2 separate regions of the Columba livia genome follow, and region 2 is linked to region 1. A link is a contact called in public Hi-C data. All regions are on one chromosome and are shown on one strand. The core of a region is the stretch at or near the end of the contact, and the rest is flanking DNA. Distances in the headings are between cores, read along the strand shown.

Region 1 (7,276 bases), core at 3,801-6,300:
AGGCTGTCACCCTAGATAAGTTTTTCTTTTGAATCCTGTTTTTCCTCCTTCATGGAAAAAGCTGAGAAGCAACATCATTCAGATGTTACAAATGCTTGCTACCATGCTGGCTGCTGAAAAGGACTAGAAAATTTGAAGCGCTTCGCCTGTACTTACAGGCTGATCAGTAGATCAGCATAATACAGAAAGGATTCAGGACAAAAACTGAACTCTGTGCCAAAAGGAAAAAGGGTTGGTTACATGACATGCACTAAAGAAAGCATAAAGGCATTTAAGATAGCATACCATGGCTGTTTAGGGAAATAAGGCAAAAAAAAAGAATCAACTTACACACCCCTACCCCATGAGCTACATGCATCACCTGATCCCAAACTGGGTACAGGAAACAAAACATTTTCTAGCATAGGTGAAAAGGACTAAAACTGTGGCTCCACCCCAAAGATGCACCAGCAGCTAAACGATATGTTTTTGGGGAGGAAGGGGAGCTGAGGGGGGGGGAAAGGTGAAGGGAGCCAATTGTGGGCTTTAAGTCAAGTACCAAAAAAGACAGCTGATGTGGAAACCACCCCCAGACACCCAACCTCCTCCTTTGACTGAAATTGCCTGCAGCAGATAGAATAATTGAACAGCTTCTGAGCTACTGCAGCATAGTCTTTAAAATGTAATGAGAATTGTTTCTTATATGCTTGCTAATACAAAACAGGAAAAAAGTGCCCAAATTATACCCTCAATCTCAGTTTGGTCTTCTTCCAACTCCTTGATAAAGAATGGAACTTACATGCACTAATGCTGACACTTTGGAAAGTCTCTCATTCATGCCATGAAAAAAGAGTTTTCTGGTGGGTAGATCTATTACAGTCTTCTATTAGAGAAGACTAATTTTTCTATTAGATCCATTATAGCCTTCTATTTTGCAGAAGCCTGCATAAGGAAAGAGTGTTCTGAAGCATTCCTACTGGCATATGCTGCCTCTGACTGAGAGCAAAGAGGAGCTGCTCCCCCTGTCTACTCCTGTCTCTAGCAATGCATTAACAAGATAAACAGGTCGAAGAGATAAACGTTGATACTTGAAAGAGGGAAGATCTGTTTCCTTACAAGCAAAAGAGCTATGGTCTCAAAGCAATAAAATCAGATTTGAAATAAACTGAAATCCAAGGTGATAAATGCAGAGATAGGTGGTAGGGATGGGGAGAAAAGAATGAGTCAGATTGTCCAGACCAAAAAGGAATATTTTTAAATGGACAGGAAGACTATACATTCTCTGACGATGACAGAGATTGATAAAATTATGTGGCCAGACACTGGTGGAGAAAATAGTGGGAAGTAAGGACTGAAGAAATTTGACTGGAATTTTATATATCACATTTACTCAAAGATAGTACAGCTTTTCTTCTGTCCTTCTACCATTTCAAATCACAAAGTTGTTTTGCATTTACCTATTAAGGGTTAACTATTTTTATTTCAGTTTATATTTACCATAACACAAAACCACTTACATTTTGCATTGGGAAACAGGAGAAAGCGTGCACTTGTTTTTACATGGAAACTACCTACAGAGGTCACCGCATCTCAGAAAACTCAAGTTAAAATAATTTTCCTATGAATAAGAGATTTGTTTCCTACGTTACAAGATAAACTTCTTAAAGAATTACCCTCCTCTCCCAAAAGCAGCAGTAAAATGTTCTTTCTGAACTTAGTCCCACAACACATGGAATTTTCTTGTATTCGTGATTGTTCTGGTTTTGATGCTTTGTAAGTGGAATACATTGATCACATAGGAAAGGAATAAACAGATTAGAAAGCTAAGAACAGAAAATACGCAACTGATGAAACAAATCTACAGGAGAGAGAGTACAGATTGCGAACAATGCATTTAGTGCCAAGACTGTGAGATGCTACAGACTTTGCTTGAAAAGAGGGAAGAGATAAGAATCACAGTAAGGGACAGAAATAGTTGGGAAAACTGGGTGAACAGAAAAGCTTCAAAGCAGATATAATTTGACACAGAGAAAAGAACTCAGGGAGGAAAAAAAAGAAAACAGCAAGAGACATGTAAACTAACTGAGGTGGATAATGAAATATAATAGCCAGAAAGGACAGACCAGAGGAAAGTTTCTTTATTCCTCATGGACTGTGAAAAAATATTGAAAAAAATATCCCCCTTTCAAAGGGAAGAAAAGCAAAATGGAAGTAATATAAACATCAGACAGCAAAATGACATGGGAAAAAACAGACAACCAACCAACCAATCACTTTTATGAGCCTCCCTGAATGGGATGAGAAGCTTGGGGTTACATAATTACAATGGGTCATAACTCAGGTGATGAGAAGAAAAATCCAATCCATGAATAAGCATCCAGAAGGGCAGAAGCTACAGGAATTCCAGCACTGAAGTGATATAGTAACCACTGATCTCAGTCACCAAGGGGAAACTACCCTAATATTTCTGTCATCCTTGATGATCACTGTAACAGCTGGTCAGAAACAGACCACTCTTTGTTTAGGACCGTGAGAACATTAAATCCCAGAGAGTTCATCAAGAGCAGAAGATCCACAATGTTGTCACATCATACTGTATACTTTGAACTGTCAACTGGGCTGCTACGTATGTGACAGGACACCGCAAAATTACATACTGATTACTGTTATGGTCAGAGATGGTACAGTCATTGTTAAATTTTATGTTACAGCTTAGTTTTTATTCTTCTATTTACCCTAAACCTTGACACTGTCAAGTATTCCAGCTTAGGATTTTTTAAGCTTGTGTATGAATAGAACAAACATTGAAACTCAAAGAGAAGTATACCAACCAAGAATTTAACAAACAAAAGGAAGAACCTACAACTGGAAACTTCCAATGTTAATGGCTTCTTTTCTAGGACACCAAAACAATTGCAAACCACCAAGTATTTTGCATCATTGGAACAGTGAAAAAAATGTTCAAGTGTACTTGTCTAAGATACAATCATCTATTTATCTTGCTTACTATTACAGTATCAAAAAAGGAGGATCACTGAAACCCTCTCTGTCAGCTCTGGTTGTCTACCAACCTATTTGCTTAGAGACCACCAATCCCACTATAAGCATGGCCAAAGTGATCCCAGTTCTTGATCACAAGAGTTCAGAGCGTGAAGAATTAGTTCAAACTCAAATTTAGATCTACAAAGCACACCTCTCTGTTTTCTACATGTATGTTTTACATGTTTCAATAAAGTATGGAACAAAGAAGCTGGGTCCTAATATCCTAACATTTGCACTTCAAAGGCTGCTTGCCTCATTTTGTCCCTTAGTTCTGTGCATTTGCTGTACACTGAAGCACCAACTGTTGGGACAAAACATCTTAAGTACTGATGACTAGGGTATTGAAAATAAACTGACTTACATAGCAGACACAATCAGGTTACCCTACTAGTGAGAACTCCCAATGACCCTGGCAGCCCCTCTCACAGTCGGCAGAACTGTTGTGTACAATTTTGCTTAATTATCCAAACTATTCCCTATTATCAAGACTCTGTTTTAAAAGCAAGAGGACGCAAGTTCACCTCTTAAGTCTGAACAGCTACTGAAGATAAAATGTTGCAACAGACAAAGTTAGAAAATGACACGTGAAAGGGTTTATCACAGTATTCAATTCCAGTCCTACTCTTCAACAACTTACCACATGAACTTTGAACATGTGTACATGTATCATGGCATTTTTATAATGCAAAATATTACAGAACTGTATGTTGTGGGAAGGGGAGAAAAAAACAAACTGAATCAAGCAAACACAATTACTTCAAGCCAAGTTATAAGGAAGAGAAATGAGTACTACTGAGACACGTCCCCACCTCCTCCACCTAGCCAGCAATACTAGCCCTGCTCACTTTTTCGACTCCTCTTTGATGCTTCCCTGTGAGGCACTGACACACCTCATCAGTGCCTGCACTCTGACTTACTCCTTCAGATGTTTTTCTACCAGTAGTAGTTAGAAATCCATGCCAATATGAACATATTCACTGATCTTTTCCCCTAACTCATTCTCATAGTTACTTTTGATGTTTGCAAACCTAAGACAACAGGATTGAAATCCTAACTTGACCCTCAAAAGAACATAATCTCAAATTAAAGAAACGCACAGCTTCCCCGAGAGAACATGCACTGCAACTCTCCTTCTGAATTCACTTAAGCAGTGTCTAAGTTCCCTCACCTTAGTTCCACTTACATTTCGAGTCAATGCCTCCACACCTCAAAAGACAAGTCTGAATGCCGTCTGTCGTGTCAGCCTGGGCCACAAAGGGAGGGGAACAACCGTGACGACCAATAATAAGACAAGGGGCAATGGGTACAAACTGGAACACAGGAGGTTCCACTTAAATAAGAGAGGAAATTTCTTCTCAGTGAGGGTGACAGAGCACTGGACCAGGCTCTGTCCAGGGGGGTTGTGGAGTCTCCTTCTCTGGAGACATTCAAAACCCACCTGGACACATTCCTGTGTAACCTCATCTGGGTGTTCCTGCTCCGGCAGGGGGATTGGACTAGATGATCTTTCGAAGTCCCTTCCAACCCCTAACACTCTGTGATTCTGTAGAAGGGCTCTGCGGTGCTCACAGGAACGGGCAAAACCGGCCACGCACGCACCCCGGGGCACAGACACCGCCAGGCCCGCACAGCCGCCCCGCCCGCACCTGCGCTCCCCGCGCCGCCGTTTCCCTCAGCAACGGCCGTTACCCGGCTCCTCAGGAGATGCCTGCCCGGGCCTGGCCTTGCTCTCCCGGAGGGGAGGAAGAAGAGGAGGGTTCCCCCCGCCCCGCCTCCGGGTCCTACCGTAGGTCTCAGACATGGCAGTCTGCGACATTTCAGGAGCGGCGAGCCCCTTCACCTCTTCTGCTCCCCTGCCCGGGGACGGCGCTGACCGGCAGAGCCGAGCGGGCGGGCCGGCAGGAAAGCGGAGCAGCCACGGGCGCCCGGGCCGCCTCAGCGCCGCCGCCAACGGCCGCAGCTGCGCAGGCGCGCCCGCCCGAGCCGCCTCGCCCGCCGCCGGCTGCGCGGTGTGGGGGGGAGAGGCCCCGCCTTCCTCGCGCAGGCGCGGCGGGCTGGCGGCCGGCGGCTCCGCCCCCCCGCGGGGGCCGTCACCAAAACAAGGCGCACGTGCCGTGCCGTGGGGCTGCGGGACCGGCGGGGCGGGGCCAGAGCCCGGCCCACGTGACACCCCGCACTGCCACACGCGCCGGGAGCGGCCGTGTGGGGAAAAACCTCCCTCGTCCAGACGCGCCCCGTGCGGCTCCGGTGTCTGCGCTGGTGGTGCTGGTGTGATGGAGCGGTGTCCCTCCGCTCCGCCTGGGAGACGCAGCAGGTCTAGAATCTGAGCCAATTCCCGCTGGACTTTTCCTGCTAGTGAGCATACAAACATTTTTCTCCCTGGTGCAGAACCTCTTGGTGACAGTTCCTCCTGAAAACTGTACCCCACTGTCCAGCTTTATTTCTAAATTGTCTGCTCCAGATTATTTGAAATAACCGTTCCCCCCACCCTCCAAGTACCAGCATTTCAGCAAAAGGCTGGACCTTTTGCTGTAAGTATCTTTGAGGGAGGTCGCATATGTGAGCTATCAACCAGGATTTTATTTTCAGAGCCCTGACTTCACCATTGCTTTTCATACCTGCAAGATAAACCCCAAGGGAAGTCAGATAAACTGACTAAATAAACTTCCTGAGTACAATAGCACCTCATCCGCGTTATTCTTGATTTGATGTCTTACTAACTTCCCTGTGATCTTGGTTAGTCTGGCCACAAGAGGCACCAGGACTCTACCACAACAGCCTGTCTATCTTTTCCCTCCTCAGACAATACTTCTGTGTGTCCTCCGCGTTCTCCTTTCTGCCAGCCCTTTAAAAAAGTGCTCTTCTGTTATTTCTGGTTTTTTAATCTCGTTGCTCACAACTTCGCATTCTTTCCACTTCCCCAGCATCTCCCAGGCTGTAGGGGAAACTGCATCTGCCTGTCCCAGCCATGTCCTTACCGAGCCTTTTGCTGGTCAAAGGTCAGCTTTTAAGTTCCTGTCTCTAATCAGTGAAAGAAGACACGTTGAGCCAGCACAAAGAACCCCTCAGAGAATCTGCTGATTATTCTTGATGTTATGGATACATATGGACAAAGAAACTTGCTACAGTTTTCAAAGAACCAACTACTTAATGAGTTCATACTATTAACAGTCATTAGAGGTTATATACACAGGTTCCCAAAGTTATCATAGCCCTCATGCACAGACGATATTGAGGTCTAAAATGTCATACATGAGCATTTATCTGGGGTATCTGCTCTTCAGAATGCTGGAGGAAGCTGACGGGTCTTCATGTGAGCTGCACAGATCCCAGCATGTTGCAGATGAGAGCTTTGTGGCTAAAGGGTTTTTCTCTTGAAATGGTGTGTTTTGAGGCTTACGTTGGGCATTAAACAAGTTTGATGTAATGTTGTTTATTTTTTGCTAAAAACAAACAAACAACCCAAAAGCATTAACAGAAAAATCCCTAAGGAAGTAGACAGATTTTACAGATTACTAAAAATATGTCATATTATATCAGTAAGAGAACATGGAGATTTAGATTTTTTCACTGAATAAACATCACTTTACGCTCAGAGACAAATTAGTCTTGTCAGATCTTATTTTTTATTATGTGTATCTTGCAAGATGGGCTTACATACAGGGAGGTTATATTTAATAAATATGTCATTGTACTAATGCCACACTGCTCTGCCTCCAACCACTCTCAGTTTATGTGTACATGCCAGTAAAATACATGAAAACTGTAAAGCTTTCTATAAAACCTATTAGTAATACTGAAGAGGAAGACGGAGGTTTGAAGAATGGTAAAGCAAAGACAGGATAACATGAGAGATGAATAGGATTTGGTGTTTCAGTATTTCTGCTTTGAAGATGAAATTAGAACAAAGAGTAAAACTGAGGAATAATAAAGCTTACACTAGGTTAGAAAATATATAGCTGATACCTCAGTAATTTGAGAATATAGGGTCCTGTATGTTAATAAAAATATTATTTCTGAATAATCAAAAGGTAAACAGCTAGAATATTAGTATGAAGGTGAAAAAAAAAACCCAAAGCGAAATGTTTGATTCATCTTCTGATTTATGGTCTCTGTTGTTTACATCTGCTAGAAACTCCTGGTCCACGTAAAAACAGATATGTCAAATTTTATCTGCAGACTAGGCATTTAAATGCTATCATTTGTTCCTCAGATTAGTTTCACTACAATTATTGTGCCTATAGTTGGTTGTGGT
Region 2 (6,267 bases), core at 2,400-4,899, 230 kb after region 1:
GCGCTCTGAGCATGACGTGATGCACTGCTGCTTGTTCAAGGGAAGAGTACAGCCTGCTCTGCAGGGCTGTCACCAAGACCCTGTTCTTTGTTGAGAAGAGCAATCCCAAGGTCTGGAAAAAAACCATCTGTGATGCACCCCTTCATTTTCCAAAGAGCACGATCATAGTGACACAGCTAAGCTGGCTGGTGGCAGGGGAGGTGGGAAGAAAGGGGAAATATGAGGGAACAAAGAAAGGGCAACAACCCGGGAAAGAAAAGGCAGCCTGTATGAACGATGGCTCCGACGCCAGAGGAGTGCTTTTGAAGCTGTGCTTTGAGAACTAGAAGGGAAAAGGGCTATAGAAATACCAGATATTCCTGCTTTTATTAGATATTTGATTTGTAATTTAAAATATTTATTTATTTATTTATTTATTTCCAGGTATTTTTAAAGAACATTTTCATCACACAAGATTTCAATCTCAGAGAAGTTTTCACTACCTGGGGAAAGGGATCAGTTAGCAGCACACATTATTAACACAATAAACTCTCACCGCCCCACCAGATAAGTTCCAGTTGAGAAGAAGCTACCAAATACTCACAGGCAAATAGGATTGTTGAGTTAAAACTAAAAAAAAAAAAAAAAGAAAAAAGGTACAATTGCTTCAAGCCTCCCAAATTCCTAGTTAATTCAGAAAACAAATTAACCCTAACCTGCAGTGTCTCTGCAGGGGAACCACAGTGGGAGGTGAGCCCTTTATCTTGCTTTCAAAATACTTTTCAGCTGGTCTGGGGTCACAGCTGCTGAAAAGTGCTGCATGTCATGTATTTTGTGTGACTGTCACCAATTTGCCTGCTTGTCCTGTAAGCCCCTCACTGCCCTTGGGCTGCCCCACGCCCCTCTGGGTGCACCGGAGGTGGGAGCTCTGCTCAGGACAGGCCACTCTTTCCAGGGCTCTCCCTGCTGGGTCTGAGCAGGAACCAGACAGTGGCCACAGCAGTTCACTTGTGCACTGGTGGGGACACACTGGCTAAGATCTAGGTGATGGCAGATAAATGTCTCTGTAAGAAAAATAACAAAGATACCTGTTTGCCAAGCATTTGAAGGAACTGCCCCTGCCCTGCTGCATACCACATTTCAAACCGGTCCCGGGAGCCCCAGTTTACAGACGGAATCTGGAAAGAGGGAGGCAAACCCAAGGACTAAGCTGGAGGAGGAGAAAGCATGCTTGAGTGGTGTACTTGCACATTGGTGAGGATGGTGAGGGTGGCAGAGGAGAGAGCTGAGCAGAGAAACAACAGCTCAGTTTAGAAACACGTCTCCAAGGAGCCAGAAGCAGAAGAGCTAGCACTCAAAACAGAAATGGTGTCTGCAGCACAGATGCTCTTTGCCACATTGCCTGTCAGCCCCTATGTGAATCCCCTTATTAGATTTTCCTTAGCTGCCACAACACCACCAGTTCCCCAGGTGGACTGCCAAAACAGCCGTCAAAACCCCAGTCCAGCACTCTCCTGATCTCCAGGGGCTCTTTCAGCAGCTGGGAAAAACTTTCCTTTCTACTACACATCCCCCTGCCCATCAGGACAGACCTGTGGGTAACTTTTCTACCACAGCCTTCCTGACATTTTAGCAGTCCCAGGAAGAAACCCTGCTGGCTGCCTCTGCCGGTTCCTGCTCCTTCCCTAGTCTCATTCCTTCCGTGAGCACTCTCTTCACCCCTCACCCATGCTTGAGCTGAGGTGACCTGCATTTACAAGCATCTTCATGTGACCCCGCAAGTACATCTCCGTGGCCTTCATGCCCAAGCCTAGACTGCAATCTACCATTTCTGTGTACAATCCTACCCTAGTCTTCAGTGTCATAATCCATATTCCTGAAGTTGCCTGTATCTGAGAGGTATTTTCTGCACAGCAGACATAATCTTTTCTACACAAGCCAAAAGACCTTTATTGTTTTTTCTCTCAGGGTTATGCCAGGCTTCTGCTTTGTTTTCATGCTGGTTAGACACCCAGAGTCTTTTTGAATGGGGATGAAACCCCACAGTCTGTGTGCACCAAAACTCATCACCCCCCTCCCTGCACCCCATCTGCACACTGTACCCAAACCCCTCATTTTGCCAGAGTGTCAGGCCTCAGGGCTGCTTCAAAGGGGAGACAAGTTCCAGAGCAGCCTGCCAGTCCTGGTGTTTCCTCCCCAAAATGTCCATCCTGGTGGCACAGCAGATGAAGGAGCCTGATCTCCCATGCCTGCAGAGGGAGAGCTGGGAGGTGCTGGGGAGACTCCAGCTGCACAATGGGAACTGCAGAGCTTTTGTCTGGATCAGGGAGTCCTCAAAGGCCAGACCTAAAAATGCTGACACTTCTACTTATTTATAAAGTGAATGCAAGGATACCTCTTTGCATTCTGGATGTGGGGTTGCATTGAAGAATAAGGTCCTGGTTTGAAAATGATTTGTGACAGAGGATAATGTGATCAGACCTGGCTGGAGGACTGGGAAGAGGCAGTGAGAGCCCAGGCTGATGGGGCAGAGCAGAGAGTGCAGAGGAAGACAGTCAGCAGTGATGCAGGTGGAAGGAGAATGGTTTTGCATGTCTTAAACCCAAATGCAAACATTGCAAGAGGAAAGAGAATGCAAGGGAGTGGATAGTCCGTGTCTCCCCTAGGCATAGAAAACCAGGACCCTAAATACCTTCATAGCTCTGAGCAGTATCTTATGCTGCTTGTAAAATATGCCCAGATTGGTCTGAAATGGTCACTAACCAAGGTGAACAGAGATCACTACTCCCTGGAGAACTTCACCGCCTCCCCACTGATGTGGGATGTCCCCAGGGGAACATCTCACTGAACCATACACGTCCTTGCATGAGCCCACATTCCATGGGGAGTGAGACCAGCTTCCTAATGGGGGACTTAACTTTTGTCAGTTGTGCCAGGAGGTGAGTGTGGCAGAGAGATCCATCTGCTCTACAGAGACTCTCTAGTGGTCGCTTCTGCACCTACCCTTCCCAGTGAAGCTTTCTCCAGCCCATGGATCTGTGCTAACGTGCCTCTGTGGACAGTTTGGCCCACACATTTTTAGTTGGTTACTTTTGAAGTCTGGAAAACAATGATTGGTCCTAGTGTTATCTCTTTTGGAGCTGGCCACTTCCTCTTGGTGTCAAACTTGGAAGAATCCCATGGCCGCTGCCAAAAAGACTTTTCCGCATTTAAAGAAATTTTCTGAAAGTAGTTGCTAGGATCCTCTTGGTGGGCATTTAAAGGCTTGGAACAAGACAGTGCAAGTGTCAGTTTTATTGAAAGTGAACAGGCTGTTCTTCCCTGATAGCTGCCCAACTTCTAGGGCACGCATCGCAAGACAGCATCCACAGCTGGCTCGGGGGCAGTTTAGCAGAGGTAGAAAAGCCACAGCTTTTTCAGTGCTGTGTGGTGACACACAAACAGGAACACAAAGGCCGTGATTTCCTTGGTACAGAGCAAACCCCACCGTCCAAATCTGCACTGTCCTTGCTCAGGCGTTTGTATGTGGGGGCCCTCAGGTGCCTCCCTGATCCCCGGTTTAGCCAAGCCAGCTTAGTGCTGAGTCCAGCCCACCTCCCTGGCGCTGGCAGCTGCAGCTGGAGAGGAGCAGGTACTCCTCAGCACACTGTGCCTCACCCCACCAGAAACCTGCTTTGGAAAAGCAACTGTAAACAGGTTTGGGATACCAGAAAGCAGACACCCAGACATTCCATTTCTCTTCTTTTTCAGGCAAGGTATGAAAACTCTCAGTTCCCCGGTTTCCAGGCCAGAACTTTTCAAACATAATAGGTAAATATAATCAGACGTAGCAACCAGCCACAATGTAACTTATTTTTTCTCTTTCAAGCCTGGTGTCTCTACCTGTGAGTCCCTCACTAACTATTCTGTTAGCAGCCAGAGTGTCGCCTGGCCAGCGTACAAGGCCAGACTCAGGAAATTGCCATTATAGTCCCAGCTTTCCTGCTCACAAACCTCCCTCTGCCTGAGGATTTAGTTGTAATTAGAAAGAGTTTTCCAGTACAGTGCTAACCAACACAGCTCTACAAGGCAAACCCTTCCAGGGTGGTTTATTTTTACGAGCCAGCCTAGTTTAAAACAGTTTTCTGAAGAGAATGAGATTCAAAGGACTCTTTTGCTGCATAACTTTGCCAAACTAGTGTCCTCTATTAGGTGGGGAGGAACAAGCTAGAATTCATGTGCCTAAAAGCATAGCTCTGCAGAAAAACTTCTGTAGAGTGAAAATTGAGCCTCAGTTTATCAGTAGATGAGAAAATACTTCTTAAAATGTCTTGAAGTCCTCAGATTAAAGATGTGAACAAGGGAAAATCATCACTGGTAGGCCTCCCCCTGCTCCAACAATTAAGAAGAGAGGTGTTCACAGAGAGGTGACCTAGGGGCCTTGAGCACCAGCCTCGGTTAGCTGTAAATACAAACCACTAAAAGGCACCGGTGCTTTCCCACTGAAGTAAAGGCATTGGGAGAAGCAGATTAATAGATTGCCAGCTGTGTCGGCATGATAAGCCAAGCAAGGACCAGGGCACTTTCAGTCAAAAATGGATTGAGACCTCAGCAGGGACACATGGTAAATCAGCCAGAAGCCTCACATAGAACACCCAGCAAGGCAGAGCAGGCAAACATTTCTTATCTTTGTTTTACGTCAATAGAAATGGCATTCTAAAAGAGGTAGCAAAGTATTTGCTAGAGAGGAGGGAAAAGTCCACAAGCTTTTTTGGCTGTACGTGTGTGTTTTAAAGTGCTACTGTTTTCCTCAGAAACTTGTCATTGAAAACAAACAGACAAAATTCACCCAACAAGTTCTTCCAGAAGGCTGCTAGGATGCTTGTTTTGGTGGGTTTAGCTGGGCTGTGCTGGCAGGGATGCTGCCTGCCACTGCCGTCGTGTTCCAAAGGCAGCTGGGAAAGTACAGCCTCTTAAACCAGCCCAAAATACAGCTGCTATTATTACCCCATGTACTCTGTTTTGCCGTTAAATGGGACCCAGGGAAGAGGCAGCCCCAGAAATCTGGGGCTCTCTGCAAGGCGATGCTTTCCGCAGCCATCTTCCCACTTCCCACAGCTCCTGCTTCTCCAGCAGCCTGGCCCGATTACCTCCATCAGCTGTTGCTTTTCTTTCTGGTTTTATTCTTTCATTTAAAACTAATGAACAGAAGAGTGAACGAGGCCAAGATTTCTTCTTATTTCTTTTCTTCCTACCAGAGGTGGTACTGAGCAAGGAGAAGAATAATTAGGGAAAGGCCATAAGCAGGCTTCCACTTCTCAGTGGGGTTCAATTTTGCAGCCCCACCCTGTGCAGATAACGGGCCCTCACTGCACCTCTGCTGTCAGCAGAAATGTGTAAATATTCCCACCATGCAGGAGATGTGCAGGTGTCAGTGAGAGGTATGCTGGGAAGAACAAAAGACCAATATAAATACAGCTGAAGCCTCACAGCCTGGATCCATATGGTCCCTGGATCCATCCCTGCCCTGCAGAGCCTCTGGGTGGCTGATGGTTGGAGGAAAGCTCATCACCAGGTTATGGCCAGGGGTGGGTTTGTTGCAGCTGTGGCTCCCAACACCCTCTTCCTGCTGTAAATCCTCACCCCTGATGTGCAGGGCTCTGCAGGGATGTTAAACACCTGCCTGGGAGCTGGCCCAGGAAACCTGAGGGTTCTCTGTCAAAAGGTCCAGTTGTGGCTTTCAAGGTATCAAAGCAATGATACTGCTTCTAAAAAACTCAAAATACAATTGTAGATGAAACAGCGCATTTTCATATAAAACTCTTGGATAAAGACTTAATTTACAAACACCGGTTCTCTGTATTCCCAGTCCCTGACACCAGGGTGATGGACATGATACAAGAGCAGAGAGAAATGATCCAGTGGCTAAAAGACAGATCAGCTCCCTGTTAACACAGACATGGAGAAAATTAGTATGGAAAATTCATGATGCTGCACTGCTCTCTGTTTTTCTCAGCAGAGAAAGTTCAGGCACTGTGGCTGTAAAGCACTGAGCACCCTCTGCTCTTCCTAACCCACCAATTTCCTCTGCATAAACTATCCTTATGGATGTGACATGTGGTCTCCAAGAGGCCTCGAGGCCTTGTACTTCCCAGCAAGGCAAGAGTGTATGGGCTGGAGGAGCCAGGTCCCTGCCTAAGCTTCTGCAAGTCCTTAAGGGTCAAGTTAAGCCTGACCCTGTTTTCAGGACCAGACTTGCATGGCATGTGCTTCAAGCCGCCCAGCCTCACCAAGGTGGGTTTTGTCTCA

What was found. A called contact is a pair of places that touch in the nucleus more often than the background predicts.
Region 2: a Hi-C map of crop shows a contact between it and region 1, with 5 times the contacts expected there. The contact joins the enhancer-like site here to the promoter of RAB4A in region 1. A contact is called at or near these places in 2 of 2 Hi-C or Micro-C datasets (crop and liver).

Annotation. Positions count from the first base shown.
Region 1 is chr3:76,975,358-76,982,633 of bColLiv1.pat.W.v2, forward strand. RAB4A (RAB4A, member RAS oncogene family) reads right to left here and starts at 5,051. Exons shown (of 8, transcript XM_065057748.1): 1 at 4,807-5,051. The coding sequence starts at 4,837.
Region 2 is chr3:77,201,817-77,208,083 of bColLiv1.pat.W.v2, forward strand. It overlaps LOC135579082 (a long non-coding RNA gene), which reads left to right. Exons shown (of 2, transcript XR_010471479.1): 2 at 1-453. Among named protein-coding and RNA genes, the nearest start is that of RHOU, 7.1 kb to the left of the region's middle. Within about 2 kb of position 3,650, at least 1 of the 3 cell types and tissues checked has an H3K27ac peak away from gene starts, as active enhancers do.